Regions from separate parts of the Mus musculus genome. Here region 1 is linked to region 2. The links are chromatin contacts, called in public Hi-C maps. All regions are on one chromosome and are shown on one strand. The core of a region is the stretch at or near the end of the contact, and the rest is flanking DNA. Distances in the headings are between cores, read along the strand shown. Region 1 overlaps Dgki (diacylglycerol kinase, iota). Region 2 overlaps Dgki (diacylglycerol kinase, iota).

Region 1 (7,074 bases), core at 709-3,208, 74 kb before region 2:
TGTTGAAAGTATGCGATCTGCTTTTTAGTTTTGATTTAATAGGTGATTACAGTGAAGATATTACATGAACATCGGCTTTTTTCACATTGTTGAGACTATTATAGAATATGGAGACTTTTGAAGTTGGACTAAATGTATTTTGCATTATGTTATGGCTAGATATGACCCCCATAGATGCATGTGTTTGCAGAAGCCTATGGCGGCCAGGGAGTGGAATGTGGTTGTTTGAATATCTTTGACCTATGTGAAGTGGCACCATTAGGAGGTGTTGGAGTAGGTGTGGTGTTCTTGAAAGAAGTGTGTCACTGTGAGGGTAGACTTTGAAAGAAGTGTGTCACTGTGAGGGTAGACTTTGAGGTCCTATGCCTAAGCTCCACCCAGGGTGGAGGAGACATTCCTCCTGGCTGCCTTTGGATCAAGACGTAGTACTCTTGGCTCCTCTAGCACCTAGCATGAATCCGTGCTTCCCACTGTGATGATAATAGACCGAACCTCTGAAATTATAATCTAGCACCCATTAAGTGTTTACCTTTATAAGAGTTGCCTTGGTCGTGGCATCCCTTCACAGCAATGGAAACCCTAACCAAGGCAGATGCTAACAGGAAGATTAAATCAGTTGGATTAGTGTTTATGGAATCTGGCGAGGTATTTATGTGGGAAACCTTCCCGTTAAGGAAGCCTGAACTTCCTTGATCTTGTCCATACGCTGTTCTATACCTGTACACACTAGTCTTCCTTTCATCAGTGTTTATGTTCATTAGTTTGGCCACACAAGTATATTCAAAGCATATTATCTTCATATGAATTTATATACATACATGTACACATACAGTGTGGCTGTTATTGAAGAGCACCATGCTTGATGTTCAGTGAACAAATAGACACATCTACTAAAGAAAATCCATAGCATCATATGCAATGCTGTCCCTTTAAACATTCTTGTCTGCTCTTTGATTCTATTTCAGTCTTCATTTGTTTGAGCAGTGTTCCCTCAAGACCAATGGTTCTCAACTTGGGGGTCATGACCCGTTTGCGGGGCAAATGATCCTTTTATAGGGATTTCTTGGGACCATCAGAAAACACAGATGCTTACATAATGATTCATAATAGTAGCAAAACTACAGATTTATGAAGTAGCAGTGAAATAATTTTATGGTGGGGGGGTCACTACAACATGAAAAACTGTATTAAAAGTTTGCAGCATTAGGGAGGTTGAGAACCACTGCCCCAGGCAAAATGCCAAAAATGTATTTTACTATCAACTTTTAATTTATTCTAAGTTGCAAAAGAAGAATAGCATAAAGCAAACCAAAGTCTTCACTTACCTTTTTCTTTCTTGGCTGCCAAAAAGAGCATGTGAGAACCCCTTTTGCTCATGATCAATTATAACCTCCTCACAAAGGCTCGCATTCACCAAACCAAAGGAAGCGATCCTTTCCTCTGTTTAGAGAAATTTCTTCATGCAAATGCATTACAATAGAAGTCTTATTGGTCACAGTTACGTGTTGGCCATTTTGTGGTCCTGAGTAAGAAAGACACAGTCCTGGACATTCCATAGTAAGAAGGGCTGGCAGAGTATCCAAGGAGAATATGATCTTGTGTTAGCAGAAGTACGAGGAATCTGGGAGAAAAGAATCAAATTAGTGAAAGCAAAAGAGTGCTAATTCTTATTTTGTAAGTGGCAGATGGGGTTGGATAAAAACAGTATGATGGCGCATTGTTTTGGCTGGAAGACAGGGTGAATGGCTGCATTTTCTTCGAGGAAGGGACAGAAGAATAGATCGATTACAGTACTGCAGGATGTACAACTACAAGGGAAGAGAGTTCAAGGAGGCCCCTACCTAGTCTTTTGATGTAGCTCTAAGGAGGATTCTTTGTGGTGGTAGGGAGGGCAGGGGAGAAAGGAGGAGAGGAAAGGCGAGGTGGATTTTGGGTGGAGCTAAACCCTGAGAGCCCAGACTCCCGTCTGTGGTCAGTGATACAGTGTTTCTTCCTGGTGTGTCTTTCAGCTTTTCAACACACACTGCGTGCGCCATGGACTTGATGCGATTATTTGCTTTTAAAGATCATTAAGAGAGTGGTGATTTCATTTTTAATTACCTCCCTGCTGGGTTTTCCTCCACTGGCATCTTTGGCTTTATGTTGAGTTAAACCTATTCCGGATCCAGCTGCCTTCGATAACTGGTATAAAGTAGAAGTGAGTGGCAGGTTGTTATAGCAACGGAATCTGATAGCAGCTTGTTATACCTGTGGGGATTGATCCTGAGTTTGAAGAGTCGGCAAGCTTTTCTTAGGAAATGTTAATGTCACTTAAAGACTTTGCTTGCAGCTTTTATTCTGATAATGAATCTTTTCACAAATGTTCAGATTGTCTGAAGATATCCCAGAATTATAATACGGCAGTTGTAAGAACATTCCATGATTTCCAGAGAACTGGATCATTGAGTATTCTATTGTAACTTTTAAAGTTCTCAATAAGATGCTTTTGCAGAGACAAGAAAGCCACAGGCGTCTCCTGTGGAAGGGGTGTGTGTGTGTGTGTGTGTGTGTGTGTGTATGTATGTGTGTGTGTCCGTGTCCGTCCATCCTCCAAAGGATCCTTTAGGACTTTGTTCATTTGCCCTCAGTGATCCGGCCTCACTCTTTCCTTCAGGCTCCTTAAATTTTAGCAACAGCAACAGACTTATTTAAATAGTATTGAACACTCTCTGTCACAGCTCTGAGTCTTGGCTGTGTTCTCCTGTTTTCTTCACCTGTCTTTTCTGTACAATTCTCTCCTGGCTGAGCTCCCATGCCATGCCGCATGGAAGGTTCCCCTTGGCCGTTTTCCACAGAGAATTCACTCCTTTCCCTCTCTGACCAAAGACGAGCCATCTCTCTGGTGTGATGAATTGGGGTGTATCATAATGTAGCATTATTCTGCAGGCAGCACAGAGTACATCTGAGTCACACATTTCTCCTTGTCGCTCGTACAGGCTCCTTGTTCTTTCTTTGCACAGAACAGGGCTGTGGTCTGCATGCTTATAGTTGCTCGTTCTGTTGGTGAGGGTCATAGGGAAATATAGACTCCAACAGTGACTCTGTTAGAGCTACCCAGCTGCTATTTTGGTGACATGTAAAGGCAACAATACTCTTAGATTTGCCGAGGTTAACAAAGATAGACTTCACCATCAGACTGGTACGATTTTTGGTCCAGGGTTTCTTGGTTCAGATACTTCATTATACAAATGTCTAGGTTTCAAAACTTCCTCTTTGGTGGATGACTTCTAATTAAGAAAATGTTCCCAAATCTTGGTGGGTGACTGCACAGCTGGACAGGGAAACACCAATTGTGCAATGGTTTTGGTAGCTGACTGCCTTCTTCCTCCTGCCCCCACCACAGGGAGATTTTCTAAAGATCGAGGCCTGCATCCTACCCAACCACTTAAATTAGAAACTTTCCAACTGTTGAGCTAAGTTCTCCTCTACCTGATCTTCTCCTAAAAGGCAGGATGTGAAAGAGGGCAGTAGAGAGCCACAAGCACATTATGAGATGCCTCCAAGAAAGCTCAACTCCAGTCATTTACATGGGGGTTAGTTCTAGACTGGGTTTGGAATGGAGGAGGGAGGACCAGGTGGAAAACAAAGGCAAGATTGTTGCCAGTGGAGAGATCTGCGCTTGGGAAGGTGGGGGGACGAGCAATTTCCTCAGCTGCTAGGAAGACTACAAGGGTGGATCCATGAAGGAGCCCTTTGCCCAGATGACTGCCAGATGCGGTGGGGGATGTGGTGGGGGATGCGGTGGGGGATGCAGAGGGTGGAGGAGCTACGTCTTTAATGTTGGAGATCCTGGGGAATTATTTTACTTCTGAGCAGGGAGTCATTTTCCAGATAACATTTAATTTCTATATGATGTCCCATGGTTATGATTAGGGGAGATTGAAATAAATGCAGACAAGAAAGGGTTTTCTTAAGGACGGTTGTGGTTTGAGTCTGAAATGTCTCCCTTAGGCTCATGTATTAGAATACTTAGTCCGCAGCTGGTGGTGCTGTGTTCAGACGATTGTGGACCCTTAAGAAGACAGAGCCTTGCTGAGCAAAGTATGTGGCTGGTGTACCTTTGAGTTTTATAGTCTAGCCTCACTTCCTGCTCTTTCTGATTCCTCTGGGCGGGTGTGTGATCAGTCTGCTTCTGGCCTGCCTGGCCTGCCTCACACTCTAGCTGTCATGCTTTCTAGGCCACTCACTCTGAACCAGTAAGCCAAAACAAAGTTTCCACTCGCTTTCACAGCCACTTCTAAGGGAGTATTGCAGTATCTTGCGTGGTGAGTATGAGGTGCCTCCTATCTTACCTGTCCAACTGGATGAAGCGAGCTCGACTGTGGAACCTGGGTATCCACTGTCTTTCCAGTCACCATCCGAGCTTCTCTTGTCTTATATTTCCACGTTATTCTATCCTATGTTTGTCTTTGTCCCCTAACTATGCAAATGCCTGAATCAGATGCAGAATAATAGACCATTAAAAATCAATAATTGGAATACACTTGTTTCTTTCCTTGTTTCATTTTCCTTATCTGCCCCTCCTTTTTTTCTGTCTTTCATTTTCTTTGTTTTTGAGACAGAGTTTCATGTAGCTCAGGCTAGCCTTGAACTTTGTTCCTCTGTAACTGAGACTGGCTTTGAACTCCTGATCCTCCTACCTATAGATGTGACCACCATATCAAGTTCAGGCTCCTTCTTTTCCTCTTTTTCCTCCTCCTCCTCTCCTTTTCATGTTATTCTTTTAAAGATTTATTTGGTATGTGCACAGTGTTCTGCCTACATGCCAGAGGGGGCACCAGATCTCATTATATATGGTTCTAAGCCACCATGTGGTTGCTGGGAATTGAACTCAGTACCTCTGGAAGAGCAGTGCTCTCAACCTCTGAGCCATGGATCTAGCCCAAACTCATATGTCTTTTTAAAAAAATTAATTATAATAATTATTATTTTACTTATTCACTTTACATCCTGCTCACTGCCTCCACCCCAGTCACTCCCTTCCCACAGTCCTTCCCCCATCTCTCTCCCCTCTCTGAGTAGGTGGGGTCCACCCTGGGTATCCCTCACCCTGGCACTTCAAGACTATGCAGGGCTAGGCACTTCTCTCCCACTGAGGTCAGACAAGGCAGCCCAGCTAGAAGAACATATCCCACATGCAGGCAGCTGCTTTTGGGATAGCTCCTGTTCCAGTTTTTTCGGACTCAAGTTGCACATCTGTGATATATGTGTGGGGAGGCCTCGGTCCAGACCATATAGGTTCTTTGGTAGTTCAGTCTCTGAGAGCCCCAAGGGTCCAGGTTATTTTATTCTATTGTTCTTCCTGTGGAGTTCCTATCCCCTTAGGGCCAAGCTCAGACTGCTTAAGATGTACATTATCCTAGAAGCATTTATATTGTATATATTTAAAAGCAGGTATATTAAGTATATATTTAAAAGCATGATGTTTGAAACAATGCTGTATCCTGAAAAGAGCCCTAAAGAAAACAACGTTAGACTTTTGTAGCTACCAAAAACATGATTTTTAACCAATACAGCTTTGGACGATTACATTAGAGAAAACTAGAAGAAATAAATATTGATATCAGGAAATATTCCAAGGCTTGATAGATAATGCCTTTGAAGAATGATAATTTCCAAATTCAAATAAATTATACCACAGATATCAAGAAATCTTGAAATTTTGACCATATGAGCATATATTAACAAAAGCTGAGAAATACTGAAATGGAAGACATTTTGGAAGTTTGGAGATATGAGAGGATGAATTTATAGCTCTGTGTTTGGTAGTAGCCACTACAGGGCTTCTGTAAGTGACTGAGGCAGATATTCTTTGTAGACTGTAGAAAGGAAGAGGTAGCCATAATGCCCTAGGCCTGGGCTTGCTGGACTGGTTGCCTTGGGAACCAGTCCATAAACAAATTACGTCTCAGTTTCACTGATGTTTCTGATATTTTTTACGATTTTCCTTTGGTCATGATATTAAAAAACAAAAATTAGGCCAAGTCCCAAGTGGATCCATCTCACCTCTCCCCACACCCTGCAGGTACTAATTCCAAGATGGCAGCAGATGTCTGCGTATAAACATGGAGTTAGCATTTGGCCATGTCCTGGCTGCTGTTCTAATCAATTAGTCTTACAGGAGCACTTATCAATACGATCTCATTGTGCTTTGGACAGGAGTTAGTATACGTGACGATTTGGACATGAGTTTTCATGCACGGGAACTATGATCCAATGTTAATCATTACAAAGATTATAAGTTCATAATCTGTGGCACTTAGATTAATTTAGGTCACTGTTAGGTCTCTCCCCCATTGTGCTCTAGCGTGTTTTGTTTGGTTATGCATTCCTTACAGAGCCACACTGAAGAGCAGCCTGGGTGTTTATCAGGGCCCTTGGCAGAGCTGGTTTCTAAGTCATGTAGAAGGTTGGATTTGATTACTCTGAAACCCTGAAAGTCAATTATCCTTCAGAATTACTTTGAGAAACTGTTTTATGAAACACCGATCGTTTCAATTATCTGTCATGGAGCTGAATCAGCCGTCTCATCCATCAAACTCACATGCAAATCACTTGTTGCTGCTGGAATCAAATAAAATCTATTCTCAAAGGATGAGAACTGCCAGCATTCAGAACGTTTAGTAGATTCAGGAAGCGCATCTGAAAAAGGCGTCTCCATTGCAAATCAAGTCCCGGAACCATGTGGTCTGACACAAAATTGTAAGGTTATTGAAACATTAGGAGTGATATTTATTTATTGACTCGAGTCAACAAATACTTCATTTTCAAAATACTAAATTGTATTGCAGAGCCATCAGGCCATAGCATGCTTGTTATGAACCTACGTAAGTTCTGCGTCTTCCTAAGAAGCTATGTTGCACTTGAACAGGAATGTTGGGGTGGGAGGAGAAACGAAGGGGGAGGGGGACAGGGGCGATGGCTTTTTCTTTGATGAGTCTGAGCATGTTCAAATTCACCTTCTCCTGTTATTTGGGTTTTTATTTCTGTGATCCACCTGCCTGAACCTTTGCTTCACCGTCTTCTAGGACTTTA
Region 2 (7,716 bases), core at 1,529-4,028:
ATGTCTTCAGATGAATCCATTTTCCTGAGAGGTGGACTCATGGCCACATGATTGACAGGCCCAGTTGGAGTAACTCTTAACAGAGGAGACCAGAATGTTCAATGTTCTTTCCCCCAAACAGACCAGAAAGTCAAGTCACCACCAAGAGCCAGAAATAAAACTCAGATTTCATTCTTTTGCCCATGAGATGCTAGCTTTCACTTAAGAAGCATCAACCGAGCCCGGTATTTCTGCATTTTTTTTCAGGCTTGTCTTAAAAGCTGAGGAGGCACAGTTGTAATGTTTCTTGGGTTCAAGGCAGATAATGAGGAAGGAGTTCAAATTCAATGACTCGGAAGCCTGATAATTTCCTGTAATACAGTGCCTTTTTAGAATTCCCGGTGCTCCATAGACTAAATAAGAGGACCCTACGCACAATAGCATAGGGAGATAGGGCTCATTGATGAGGATGCTTTCCAGGCACTGTGGTGCTGGGAATCCATCCTAAATGTTTGCCCATTTTGAGCAGCGTTGCCCGACATGTGTGTGCCCTAATCTGTTAGGGATCAGGTAGGTGGTGGGGCTGGAAGAGTTATCAACTCTGGTTTCCTTAGCTTCATGGTAAGTCCCATTAGTGGCATGACTCAAATGTCACATGCACTTTCTGTAGGTGGTGCTCAAGCAGAGATCTGACCAGGACACTGATAGGAAAGAGGAGAGCAATGGCTATTTGTTTATGAGCATTCTAGTTATGACCATTTGCAATCCAATTGTATTATTGCTGCTGCTGTTTCAGGACTGCTGCTATCGCTGTGATTCTTCGGTTTCACATTCTTCCCCACATGGCTGTGTGTATTCTCCCTCCTCCCCTCCTTCCTCCTCTTCCTCCCTAGCCCTCCTTCTGGTTTTGGATGTAGAGGAAGACACTTGGAGCGATAGCCTTAGGTTCTGATTTTCCTTATCTTTCGTTGTCTGAAAAATTAGTTGCCAAACATACTTACTGTTCTACATCATGTTAGGAAGACCAATGCCAAGAGGGGGATCACACATTAAGAGCTCACAGACACACAGTGTTGTTGCTGAGGTGTTCTGTGCACTCGGCTGGAAGCTGGTGACTTAGTTATCAATGCTATCCACAGAGACTGATGTCTAGACTTGGATGATGGGTCCACAGAGGAAATAAAAAGTGACAGTTTCTTTTCTTCTACCTTCCCCAGCATCCCCAGGGCTGTCTGTCCCTCCAGGGCCCTGTCTCTACAGAAGTGTTAGGTGTGATCCACTGGGCTCCACTGTCCTTCCTCAGGGAAGCCAGCCATCAGTCACAGGTTGCCAGCAGTCTACACTGACACCTTCCAAATGCACAAGCACTCCCAGCCTTTCCCATGTGGGCTCTTTGATAATCTCTGTTATTATGAGTTTTTGTGCTCAAAATAGGTTTGGTGTAATATTTATTATAATATTTAATATTTATTTGGTAATATTTAGTTTATTAATATATATATGTATGCATATATGTATATTTATGTGTATGATGCTAGGTTCAAAACAGCTGTGTCTTAGCATGAAAAATAACAGCTAACCCATTAAATGATTTGTTATGTGGTTCCAATTCATCACCTAAGGGAGGCAAGCACTGGTTTGAAGAAGAGCCTGTTGAAGAAAGTAACTGTTTACAGTCTTTAGAAAGTTTAAGATCCTCACACACTACATGCTGCATTTGCTGCTGTGGTAGTTACTACCATCCAACAGAATTATCCCGGCAGGCAGCTCTTGCTCAGGCCTGTCCTTGTAGAGGCCTCTGCACATCCCTAGGCGATGCTGGCAGGAGTGACATCAGAAGCCCATACGGTCATCTCTCTACGTGCACCATGTTCGAGTGTTTAATCATTGGAGATAACATAGACCCCAGAAAGCTTTTCTCTGTGAATTTAAACGCGTGCCCAAAATCAAGGCTAAATTTGATGGCACTTAGGAGCCAGACACATTGGGTGTGCTGTGCCCTAATGGGGCGATCTTGGACCGGTCACTGGCTGCGTGTGGGTTTTCTTACCTGTGAAGCAGGGATAGATAAGGGCTATCCCTACTTCACAAGGCTGTAAAGGTTAAGTGAATGACCATCTGTGATGTGCCTGTCAGGGCATAGAGCAAGACCTGTATTCTAACCAGTGGCCCACGCTGTCCTTGTTGCTAGTGGTTTGTTATTGTTGCTTCCTGGGTGTGAATCCCGACTTGTAATCTCGCTCCTGAAGATTTGGGTAGAAACCCAAATAGCACCGACGAGATTTGTGCCTAGAACAGAAGCTTAAAGCAACCAGTCATGGAGATGCAGCCTCCGAGAGTATGGGTGGAATGCTTGTTTTGTACATAAGAATATTGACTCTGTCCCTCAAGAGTGAAGTTGGAATGTGTGAAAAAGTTTGAAAACGTAAGGACAGTGCTTGCGTTGTTCAGGCGTAGCACTTAAAACTGGTGTAACAGACTAAAGACCTTGGTTTATGTTATAAGCCCTCTTTGTAACAGGTATTGCTGTTATATTGCGAAGAAGCCTGTCTAGGCCACTGGTGTGCCTGTGGGTAGTTACCTTGACATGTTTAGGGGTTTTCAATTTGCTTAGTAACAGAAGCACTTACAATTTTGCTTAATTTAAGGAGTCTCGCGTTCATTCCAGGGAAGTCTCCAGAACAGCTTGCTAACACTTCTCTCCTGTATTTTGAATTGAATGTTGTAGAAATCCGCTCTCAGGAGGAAGTGTGCCGTCTGCAAAATCGTGGTCCACACAGCCTGCATTGAGCAACTAGAGAAGGTAAGCGAGCGCCACCTGCTGGCGAGTGTGTTGGCTTCGGTCACTTACCAAGATCTGGTGTCAATGTCTAACTTTTTAAAAAACAAAACCAAAAATTGTTGAGTTCAGGATGACTTACCAGAATAACAATGAAAAGACAATATATAAAGGTCAGCCATGGTCTTGTTTTCCTGGGTTTAATTTGATATTATGTTGCATTGAACTTTGGGAAAGCTTGGCAACACTTACAATAAGCCTTTTAAGATTGTAGCTTCCATATGTTTCTCTCGGTGAGTTCACATATTCCTAAAGGAGCTCGAAGGGAGAGTTAGCCAAGCCAGCCGAAAGCAGCTCCCAGATGCTGCTGCAGACCTCACGGGCAGCAGTTTTTGCTGGTGCAGCATGAAATGTGTGGCTAAGCCAGGAGTGGCATCCCAAGGGTGGTGTCTTGTCTCCAGAAGTGGATTCTGAACTGTCTATTCATTTACCATCTGGGGGGAAGGGCAGAGCTCTGCGAGAGAGCTGCTTGCTGCTCTCATTTATAATTCCTCCTCCGTGTCCAGGCGAGACACTGAGTGGGATCTATATTCGTGCGCTGCCCTTGGCAATCACGGTGGGACTATTTTAGCTTTGTACAATGTTTGCTTAGCTTCGCCAGCACCTCCAGCTGCTGTCAACCTATATCTCACAGCCATGCCTAACACTTGGACTAGATTTTTCTCGTCTGCACTCTACTTCACTTTATACAGGAGCAAAAGAGCTCACGAGGACACTTCTCATCCACAGAGCAAGGCAGTGCTGAGTCCTTTTACAGGGAATATCTGTGCGTGTGTTTGAATGGTTATCACAGCAGTTAGGACTTCTCAGGTTTATATTTTCTACTTTAAAAAAAAAAGCAAAAAAAAAAAAAAAAAAAACCCAACTTACCCGGATGACTTCAGCTGCCATGTACTTTACCTGTGACTTTGGTCTCCATTTTTCCAGATTCATGGGCTAAGAACGTTTTTGTTTGTTTGTTTGAAGTTAGACTGCATGGATGAGAATGCAGGACTGCCGACTGGAGGTGTGAAATGGCACTGTACCTCTGTGGATCGTCTAGTGAGATGCTTCGGGAGAGTAGGAGCAGGCTAGAACGGATTCCTTATTCTTCCTGGGCTTGGTTTATAGCCTTCATGTCTACCACTATTGGTTGCTTTCTGGTCTCAGGTAGCTCTCTTCAACCTGTTGCTCGTCACTAACATTAACATACTTTTCTCTTCAAATGGCAGATTAATTTCAGATGTAAACCAACATTTCGGGAAGGAGGCTCCAGATCGCCAAGAGAAGTGAGTTTTGTGAGTTGTTTCAGAGAGCACCTTGAACTCTCCTAGGTTCACCGAATCTCCCAGGGATTCACCTAGGATTGACAAATGAGGTCTGTCTCCCCTCATTATACAGCAGTTTCTTCTTAATGTGTCAATAAGGACAAAGAGTCTCCAAGATTCTTCGGTATACTGTACTTTATTCTGTCAGTGGAGTGGGTTTGGGAGCCAGAGTCTTAACGCATGAAATGGAAAAGTGGGGTTGGGGGAGTTCCCCATTATTCTAGACAGTTTAGAACTAGGGTCTGAGTTGTACTCTCTAGTCCACAAAAGGAGGATGAGGAAAAGGAGGGAGGGAGGGAGGGAGGGGGGGAGGGAGGGAGAGAGGGAGAGGGGGAAGAGGAGGAGGAGGAAGAGAAGGAGGGAGGGAGGGAGGGAGAGAGAGAGAGAGAGAGAGAGAGAGAGAGAGAGAGAGAGAGAGAGAGAGCCAGATAATGGGCTTTCTGAGAGATGTGGGCACTGATTGAATCTTTTAGGACTCTTCTAGGGCAAAGGGTGCGATGTGAGATACAGGGAGACAACCATTTAGACAGAAACAGCAGCAGCACATAAGCCTAGGTGAGAGCTTAGTAAGATGCATTACTTGGGAGGAGAGTTAGAGCTAGACAGTGGAAGTCAGGCTTCCACTTCCTTGGACGCAGGCTGGAAGTCATCAGGGATTTGCAGGTTCGCACTGCGCTATCTAAGTAGAATATATTATGCTGCCTGCAGTGTGGAGGGAACATCATGAGGGTCGATGCTGTTGGGGACATAGAGACAATTAGAGCAGCTCTTGCCATAGAGGTTAAGAAATAATTGTGTCTGAGCTGAGAGAAACATGCTTGCTAAGATGAGTTTACAGGTGTAAAGTTGGCAAGAATTAGTGAAGGATTTTGGGTGTGTGGGGAGTTATCCTTATAAATCAAGCTTCCATTGAGCAAAACTGATTCATTGTTGTAAGAAGGTTATTTGAGGAATGAATCTGATGTGAAGATGCAGAATATTTGATCACATTGTGAACCCTAAGATTGTGGACTGGTTGTGGTATGGCTCAGCTACCACAAACCTTTTATCCAAGAGTTGTCTGTTTATTGTAAACAGGTTGTTGTGGTGTGGTCAGCCCTAGCACACAGCTTTGCTTTGCTCTTCTCTCCCCTCCCCTCCCCTCCTCTCCCCTTTCCTTTCCTTTTCTGTTTTTTTGGGTTTTGTTTTGTTTTTTGTTTTTTTTCGAGGCAGGGTTTCTCTGTGTAGCCCTGACTGTCCTGAAACTCACTCTGTAGACCACACTGGCCTTGAACTCAGAAATCCACCTGCCTCTGCCTCTCAAGTGCTAGGATTAAAGTTGAGTGCCACCACTGCCCTCACACACAGCTTTAATGCAAAAATCTTTTTGTAAATGGATTAAATAAAGGCCAGATAGATAAAGAGGCAGAGCAAGCAACCAGTTGACAGGGAAAGAACATAAGAAAACCCAGGAAAGGGAAAGGAGGGTTTTGAGTTGAAGGGTATTTAAAACAGGATGGAGTGGGGGAGGTTTTTTTCCTGCTGGGACATCAGTGGTATAAAAAAGTCACCTGGGTACTTTCTGACAGCAGGTTTTCACCCCAGCATCTTGCTCTTCTGAGTCTTCATTGGTAAAATTGAACAACTAGGATTTAAAAAACAAAGCAAATCAAAAAACAAAAAACAAGAGATGGTGAGTTTAGTTGCAGAAGTATTAGGTTTGAAGTCTCCCCTTTGCCCCCAGATGGGTTTGCCTGTAGATATGTGTGTGGGAGTGGCCAGCACATACCGAGACTGGGTAGTACTGTGAGACTAGAGAGGGTAGCAATGTCTGAGAACAGAGAGGGTCACAACAGTTTGAACCATAGTGAAGAAAGAAAGACATCATAGAGGCCAGACAAGGTGGCGACCACCCGTAGCATCAGAGACTCAGGAGACTGACGTAGGATTCCTTGAGTCTTAAGACTTAGTCTGGACAGTATGTGAGATGATGTGTCAAAAACCTTAAAAGGGGAAAAAGAGTAATGTTTCATGATAATGAAAACTAGAGGGTTGAGAACAGCAGGGGAGGGGGTGGGAGGGGTGGGAGAGGAGAATTTCACACTCTCATCAGTTGGCTTCTCCCACTGTTGGTCCAGTGTGGCAGAGACAGGTGGGAGGAGGGTAGAAAGTGGTCTTGTTGGCCTGCCTTTGGTGACCCCTGCTGAGGGGCAGTGCTGGCTGCAAGGCTACTCAGGGTCAGCGCAAATGAAGATGCTTTCCATAGGAAAATCAAAGGGGGTGGGGACTTGTTCTTGAGCTGGAGGTACTGAATTTCCTACCGAGGGATGTACATGGCTGCCATTGGTTTCCTGCCCTTCTCTCTGGGTCTTTCCCTCTGCCTCTCTCTTAGTTACAACCATATGTAAAATGTCTCTTTCACAAGTCTCCAAAAGGGTCCCATTGCTTGTAAGGCTTCTTTTCTCTTGAAAACTGGACCTTCGTTGAGAGTCTTGCCAAGGACTTGGTCTCTATTCCTTTTCTGCCCTGTCTAGAGTATTCCCACCAGCTAAAGCATGCTGTCGTGGTTTCCAGCTAAGAGAAAAGAGCACTAGCATTCCTTACCTACTGAGGTGTGTTCCTGCCCCTCTGCTGTCCAGTTCTGCATTCATGGCTAAGCTTCTGTGATCTGCATGGACTATTTTTAGTGTGTCATCTTCTAACACATTTACTTGCTCTTGTCTTTATTCAGTCCATTTTCTGAAACTGTGTCTGTCAGTGTTGCTAATAATCATATAAAAATCCAATGTGTTTTTCTAAGCTAATCTAATTTCACACAAATGCTCAGAACATTCACATGACCCATTCTCCTTCAGGGACTCCTCTCTGACATCAGGGATTCTCTTTTGTCTCTTTTGGACATTTTCCTTCCCTTGGCCATCCCAGCTGACCTTTAGTGGCCCACCCCAGCCTCTACATCTCTGCAGGGCCTCCTGGGCTTGGTCTGCATTCTCTGACCTCTGCCCACTGCCATTCAGAGAGCTGACAACTCCTGTCTTTATATTTATTTCCAGTTTACATTTCTTGATATTTCACTTGACATGTCCATTTAACGTATCATGGTCATCTGAACATAATAGATCAAGACCCACACAATTATGGCCATAAAACACCCTCCCCCATCTGTTTTCCCCTTATAAAATAAGCTGTCCAGTTGCAAACGTTGGGTGAAGCTCATATTGATTCTTGTTCGCTAGTCCTCTCAATCTCAAATTCATTTGTCAGCTCAGTTAGTTTTGTTTATGAATGTATTTCAGATCCATCCGTTTACTTGCATATCTGCTGTCAGACACTTTGACTAAGATATGGGTGTTTTCCACCATGGCCACTGAAGTACTTCTCCATGAATTTTCAGTTAATCCTCCACCTTACTGAGGATTTAAGGGGCATAATGCTATTTTTTTAAAACTAAAAATTGGACCAGGACCCTTTCCTCTGCTTTCTATAGCATCTAGGGCATGAAAGATATGTGTGCTATGACCGTTCATATGTCTCAGTCCTTTCTAGCTGCTAAAGAGACATTCTGTAAGTTTCAGAGGCATGTGACAAGGTATTTCCCACTCTTGAATACTT

Evidence for each region. Hi-C and Micro-C count contacts between places; a contact is called where the count stands out from the background.
Region 1: a Hi-C map of the N1E-115 cell line shows a contact between it and region 2, with 2.6 times the contacts expected there. The contact joins two enhancer-like sites. A contact is called at or near these places in 1 of 39 promoter capture datasets (hippocampal neurons), 2 of 15 datasets of contacts at CTCF or cohesin (both in the NIH/3T3 cell line), 7 of 484 Hi-C or Micro-C datasets (the N1E-115 cell line, bone marrow-derived macrophages, cerebral cortex and 4 more) and 1 of 115 datasets of contacts at active chromatin or transcription factors (embryonic stem cells).

What each region holds. Positions count from the first base shown.
Region 1 is chr6:37,166,480-37,173,553 of GRCm38.p6, reverse strand. All of the region lies in intron 1 of Dgki (diacylglycerol kinase, iota), which reads left to right. Among named protein-coding and RNA genes, the nearest start is that of Dgki, 130 kb to the left of the region's middle. Within about 2 kb of position 1,958, at least 14 of the 459 cell types and tissues checked have an H3K27ac peak or open chromatin away from gene starts, as enhancers often do. A contact at or near this core is called in the N1E-115 cell line, where this site is marked.
Region 2 is chr6:37,092,618-37,100,333 of GRCm38.p6, reverse strand. It overlaps Dgki (diacylglycerol kinase, iota), which reads left to right. Exons shown (of 34, transcript NM_001081206.2): 4 at 2,708-2,782; 5 at 4,030-4,086. Among named protein-coding and RNA genes, the nearest start is that of Gm52857, 190 kb to the right of the region's middle. Within about 2 kb of position 2,778, at least 39 of the 459 cell types and tissues checked have an H3K27ac peak or open chromatin away from gene starts, as enhancers often do. A contact at or near this core is called in the N1E-115 cell line, where this site is marked.